Regions from separate parts of the Sus scrofa genome. Here region 2 is linked to region 1. Evidence: chromatin contacts called from public Hi-C data. All regions are on one chromosome and are shown on one strand. Each heading gives the region's core, a stretch centred on a gene start, on an enhancer-like site or on the middle of the called end of the contact. The rest is flanking DNA. Distances are from core to core; before and after follow the strand shown. Region 1 holds the start of DHPS (deoxyhypusine synthase). Region 2 holds the start of C2H19orf66 (chromosome 2 open reading frame, human C19orf66).

The links. A called contact is a pair of places that touch in the nucleus more often than the background predicts.
Region 2: a Hi-C map of epiblast stem cells shows a contact between it and region 1, with 2.6 times the contacts expected there. The contact joins the promoter of C2H19orf66 here to the promoter of DHPS in region 1. A contact is called at or near these places in 2 of 5 promoter capture datasets (fetal liver and liver) and 1 of 47 Hi-C or Micro-C datasets (epiblast stem cells).

What each region holds. Positions count from the first base shown.
Region 1 is chr2:66,301,708-66,304,903 of Sscrofa11.1, reverse strand. DHPS (deoxyhypusine synthase) reads right to left here and starts at 1,529. Exons shown (of 9, transcript XM_003123318.5): 1 at 1,140-1,529; 2 at 371-535; 3 at 31-152. The coding sequence starts at 1,346. GNG14 reads left to right here and starts at 1,779. Exons shown (of 3, transcript XM_021083731.1): 1 at 1,779-1,902. The coding sequence starts at 1,819.
Region 2 is chr2:68,940,546-68,943,741 of Sscrofa11.1, reverse strand. C2H19orf66 (chromosome 2 open reading frame, human C19orf66) reads right to left here and starts at 1,496. Exons shown (of 8, transcript NM_001244321.1): 1 at 1,169-1,496; 2 at 574-697; 3 at 329-378. The coding sequence starts at 1,189.

The DNA of each region.
Region 1 (3,196 bases), core at 280-2,779:
CCCTATCCAGCATCACTCAGGGCCCCTCACCTGTTGATCCCATTCTCACGTAGCTCCTTCCCCCTGAGGCTGAACTCGCCCAGGTATGTGGGCGCCAGACACTTGATGAGATCCTCCTCCACACCCCCAGCTGTGGTCACCAAGACGTCCACCTGCAGCCACAAGACAATGAGATTGGCCCAGGAAGAAGGGCTGTGCCCTCATCCCAGGCAGGTCTCCTAACCCCCAATTCTCATCCAGTGACCCCTGCGGGGAGCTCTGATGCAAAACAAAACTGACCCATATCTCCCTATCTCACTTAAAGGACCAATAATTTTATTGCCCCCTTAGACCCAGAGAGGTCAAAGCCACAACACCACCAGGTCCCCACCATGTTGTGCTGCACGAGGTAACGGATGGTCTCACGAATGCCTGAACTGATGAGATTGGATGTGTAGCCCAGAAAAATGGTGCAGCCGGTGAGTGGGCGGCGGCTCTGAGTCAGGTCTGCATGCTGGTCTTCATCCTGAGACAGTGGCTCCAGTTTCTTCTCTATCTAGATGGAAGGGTAGAGTCGAGTTAACCTCTGGCCCCAAACTCCAGCCCAAGGACCCCAGGTGGATTTCAGAGTCAGACTCCTCCCTCCAGGCCCTGCCCACTCTGGGATATGGCACCATTTCTACCTGGAACCAAGGAACGAACACCCCTGTGCAGGCTCTATCCTGTTCATAGCCCAAGTCTGAAGTCACATACTCAAGCTTTACCCCTTTTGAGGAGGTGGAGAGCATCCCTTTTGCGGGCCTGACACCTCTCCTAACTGGAAGGGAAAATTCAACCTCAGATTCTGCCCTTACTTGAGGTCCTCCTTCAACTGCTCTTTCAGCTGCAAGGTCTTGCCCCAGGATCTGTCCATTTCAGATCACTTTCACAAGCTGCATAAAACGCGCTCCCTATCCAGCATTAGTACCAACCCATTCCAGGTACTAGAATATTGACAATGCGGCATGTCCCCTTCACAAAGCAGAAACTCCTGTCCCCGCCTCTTTCCAACTACTGGACGAAGAAGACAACCGCCTCCAGGAAAGTCCCGCCCCCAAGTACTGCAAAATGCTACTGGAGGCCACGCGCCATCAACCCAGGAAGTCTTATCCAGGCCTCACCATGGCGTTGACTTGCTGTACCGCGCGCCCGAAGTTGGTGGCCTGGAAACCAGTGGTGCCGAAGGCCTCCAGCAGCGCGCGGTAGTCCACACCGCGGTTGAAGTCGTAGCCCCGGACCTGGGCGCTCTCGGAAGGCAGAGCCGAACTGTGCTTCAATACTGCGGCCAGCGCCGCTGCAGGCGCCTCCCTCTCCGGGAGACCCTCCATACTCCCGCGGCCGCGCTCTCAAATCAGAGCTACTCCAGGGCAGGCCAGGCCAGGCCTCCGGTGGCCTCGAAATGCGCTAAGTCCCGGCTCGCACTTCCGTAGGAGAGCGATAGGCTGGGGAGGCCCGGATGCTTTGTAGTCACATGACCCGACGACGACCGAAGGCCAGGGCGCAGCCATCTTTGCTTGTGTATTCCGTAGTACGGAAGCCGCAAGGAGTCATTATCTCCTGTTTCGCTTATTCTCGTCGCAAATCGATGAAGAGTCTTACTTTCACTGCCGCCTGCTGGAGACTCACCGCATTGGGTGGCGCTTGCTCGTTCGTTTCTGTCCTCTCAGAGAGAGGATGGCTTCATAGACGTCACCTTTGGACGGAATTCGAATCACCAGAAGTATCAGACAGTTTCTGCCTCTGAGCGTCAAATGGGATACTGGTCCCTATTCGGGTCTTGCAAGTCTCCAGAATTTCCACATGCTGCATAACCCTCCGGTATTCCTTCCCCCGGCAGCTGCAGCCTTCCCTACTTCTGGGAATCCTTCCCTGACCTTTCTCTGGGTAAGGGCTCTCCTCTGGGATCCAAGGCTGATTATCTCTTTCCCTCCAGCAAGGCTGAGATCCTGGAGGGTGAGATCTGTGTTTCATTGGTCCTCCTAACCATGCATAGAGTCTTGTCCAGAGGGGACCCCTTTAATCACTCTATCTACAATTCATGGAGTCTAAACTGTACATTGGGCTTTGTGTTGGGTGCTGCATATTTATCAGTGAACAAGAAGCAGATCCTGCCATTCTGGAACCGCCGGTTTGGGGACCCAGAAGGGTAATAACAATGGTAACTACAATTTAGGATTTAAACAGGCTGATGTGAGAGTCTTTGGGGTGGAAGGTGAATGGAAGAGTTGGTGATTTTATTTGGAGGGAGAGGTGGTTGGAAAAGGACTCCCAGAAGGTGACATTTGAGCCAAGGTCAGAAGAGAAAGGCAGGCACCATACGTGAAGATGGGGGAGGAGAGGAAGCCATTCCTCTGCCGCCTCCTAGTGGGAGAAAACAGCCACTGTAAAGACCCTGAGGCTGAAAATGAGCCTGCTTAGTAGTAAGAACAGAGCATCCTTCTAAATGGTCCCCACTTGGATCTCAAACTCACCACCTTAGTTCCCTCCCAGCCTAACCCCAATTTTCCTGCAGTCCGCACCCCCATCCTCCATTCATCTAGTAGACTAAAAACTGGGGAGTTGAGGAGTTCCCGTTGTGACTTAGCAGTAATGAACCCAACTAGTATTCACGAGGTCTTGGGTTCAATCCCTGGCCTCGGGTTTGATCCCTGGCCTCGCTCAGTGGGTTAAGGATCCAGCGTTGCTGTGAGCTGCGGTGTAAGTCACAGACGTGCCTCAGATCCTGGTTGCTGTGGCTGTGGTATAGGCTGGCAGCTACAGCTCCAGTTGGACCCCTAGCCTGGGAACTTCCATATGCCACAGGTGCAGCCCTAAAAAGACAAAAGAAATAAAGAAAAATAAAATAAAACCCGGGGAGCTCAGCCTGATGTATCCCCTCCTCTCACACCCCACATCCCTCCCTCAGCATGTCTGCCAAATTCTGTCTACAAAATAGATCTCACATTCAGGTGCTTTCTTTTTCTCTCTCTCTTTTTTTTTTAATGGCTGCACCAGCTGCATATGGAATTTCCCAGGCCAGGGACTGAATCTGAGCTGCAGCTGTGACCCACGACACTGCTGCACCAATGCCTGATCCTTTAACCCACTGTAGCAGGCTGGGAATCGAACCCATGACCTGAGTCACTGCAGTCAGGTTCTTAACCCCCTGTACCATAGTGGGAACTCTACCAGGTGTTTT
Region 2 (3,196 bases), core at 247-2,746, 2.6 Mb before region 1:
TGACTCCTCCCTGATCTTGAACAACTTCCTTCCAACTCCTCCAGGAAGCCTTCCCTGACCTCTGTGGCTCCTCTGTAAATGACATTAATCCCGATTCATTTCACTGGCTAGTTTCTTGTCTCACCCCCACTGAATACAGTCAGCATGTAATGAGCACCTACTGTTTGCAGGCCCGCCAGCCAGATACAAGACTGAGAGGTGAATAAGTGAATGAGGCTGTACCATGAGTTGTGGACTGACAGTGCACAGCGGGGGCTCAGCGTGAATGAGCTTACCCTTCTGTTCTCCCTCCCCTTAGCACATCCTTTGAGGGAGAGGGACAGTTTACCTGGGCATCCAGGTCATTACTCAGTTCCTGTCCATCTTTCTGCTTTACCCCTGGTGGGGAGAGTAAGTGTAAGTGAAGGGCCCTTGAAAGATCTTGTGGGAGTTTCAGTGTCCCCAGAACCCCTGATACAGACCGCTCCCCAAAGAGATGATCTCATCGCTTCTTTCTACCCCCAACACAGACCACACCCCCCTCCAGTGCTCCTCTGCAGAACCCCCACCAGGCCCTCGATCCGGCCTGCTCACCGTACACGATGGAGCGCCCCACTCCGGTGTGGTCGCTGCCAAATTTCCTCATCAGAGTCCCCGCCTTCTTGGGGGATACCTTCCCATGAAACTTCTCCCGGAGGCGCCGGACGCTCTTCTCCAGCTGGGGTGGGGACAGGGGGCTCCGAAGGAGGAAGGAGAGGAGCGATGGCCCTTCCCCCATCCCTAGGCATCCTTTTTCTTGGCCTGAACTTGACCCTTGGTTTTGGCTTCTGCACAGCACCCCCCCCCCCCCAATCCCTCTACTGCATTTCCTGGAAAAAGCCAAAGTCCCTACAAGGCACTGGGGGAGGGAGCGGACCAGGGTGAGCGTCCTAGGCTAAGAGAGGAGGCCCGCCAGGTAACCCCTGGCCTCTGACCCTTGACCCAGCAGCCTCCGCTTTTCCTCGAGGAGGCCGCATTTCGCTCTAGGGCATGTGGTGGCCACTCTCCTTTCTGAGGGGAACGAGTGCCAGCCTAAGGATTGGTCTGGGTTTCAGATGGAGTCCCCAGGAACTGCGAAGCCCCTTTCGCGCCCCGAACTCCTCCCCAGCATCTCTCGCAGGCCCCCGGCCCACTGGCAGCCATCTCCTACCTCCACACCTTCCTGAGACATGGTGGCGGCGCAGGTCCCAGCGAGGGTCCGCACTGCGCGCTCAGCGACCCCCTACCTGGGCGCGCCCGTCGGTCCTGCCGCCGCGCAGGGCAGGGGGCGGGGCCTCCAGGCGGGCTCCGCCCTTCCTTTCCGGCCCTCCGTTTCGCTTTCGATAGGGAAAGGGGGGACGGGGCGCGCTGGCTCCGCCTTGGCTCCGCCTCTGCTCTTGCGCCCCAAACCCAGGCGGGCGCCACCGATCTGCACCCTGCGGCGGAGCGCGCAGACCTCGGGCGGGGGAGGCAGCGCGGCCTCTGCAGTCGGTCACATGTCCCCACGCTGCGCGGGGTCCGCGTCTTCACGTCCCTCGTGGGGGTGGGGCCGCATCGGAAGGCCGCGGCGAGTTTCCGCGCCCCCGTTAGCTCGCGCCCCCCCATTTCATTGTTCCATCCCCTCCCCTCCCCGGGAATCAGGCAGTATTCAGCACCTGGACCCCTTTCTTGCTCTGAGTCTCTTACCTGGCCACGTCCCCTTTCTGAACCTCAATTTACTCCTCTGTAAGATGGGATGATGGTAGTGGCTACAGTCTGGGTGTATTTTGGCGGCGGGGCGGTGGCGGGGGCGGTGTGTGTTTGCCAGGATTCGATTCCCTGCGTAGAGCAGTTAGTAGCGCCTGGCAGGTTGTAGACACTTAACTGGTCACTGGGTCACCTACTATGTGTAAGATAAGGAGGGGCAAGCAGCTGGGGGGAAGGAAGAGATGCTTGTTAAGAACACAAATTCCCGGGGTCTCTAGCAGTTGTCCAGAGTTAGGCTGTCTAGGGGATTACAGGGAATTTACACTGTAAATGGGAAGGTTGAGAACCCCAGGGGTCCGAACTTTTCTAACCTAGCAGGGGGCGAAGAGGGGGCTAGAGGAGCTCTTAGGAAGGGCTCTGGCCCAGCCTGAAGGCTTCAGAAATGGCTTCTCTGAGGAATCCTTGAAGTATGAGGTCTCAGCTAAGCGAAGAATGGAGTAGGGAAGGAGGGAGCTAGTCCTGCAAAGACCCCAGAATCAAGAGAATCTAGCGCTTTAATCTAGGGCTTCTCAACCTCAGCTCTACTTGGGGCTGGATGGTTCTTTGTGGTGGGGACCTGCCCTGTGCATTGTAGGGTTTTGAGCTGCATCCCTGGCCTCTACCCACCAGATGCCAGTGGCACACTTGCCCCAGTTGAGACAACTGAAAGTGTCTCCAGATGCTGCCAAATACCCTCTGAGGGGCTAAATTGCATTAGGACAAATGACTCCAAAAATCATTTTTCAGTGAGCACCCCTATGTTCAAGCTCCATCCCCAGGTGGCTATTTGTGTATAAACTATATACAAATACAATTATACTGAGAGATTCCATAGATTATTTAATAATAATGTATTCAGTACATAAAGATATTCCTCAGCAGACTAAAAAAAAAAGGACATTAAAAATAGAAATGTTCCGGGAGTTCCCGTCGTGGCGCAGTGGTTAACGAATCCGACTAGGAACCATGAGGTTGCGGGTTCGGTCCCTGCCCTTGCTCAGTGGGTTAATGATCCGGCGTTGCCGTGAGCTGTGGTGTAGGTTGCAGACGCGGCTCGGATCCCGCGTTGCTGTGCCTCTGGCGTAGGCCGGTGGCTACAGTTCCGATTCAACCCCTAGCCTGGGAACCTCCATATGCCTCGGGCGCGGCCCAAGAAATAGCAACAACAACAACAACGACAAAAGACAAAAAGACAAAGGCAAAAATAAATAAATAAATAAATAAATATTATTAAAAAAAAAAAAAAAAAAAAAAAATAGAAATGTTCCGGAGTTCCCACTGTGACGCATCGGAATCGGTGGTGTTCCTGGAGTGCTGGGATGCAGGTTCGATCCCCGGCCCTGCACAGTGGGTTAAGGATCTTGCATTGCCTCAGCTGCAGCATAGGTCATAACTGTGGTTTGGATCTGATCCCTGGCCTGGGAACTCCATAAGCCAAGGGGCTGCCAAAAAACAAAAAAAAGAGAAGTGTTCT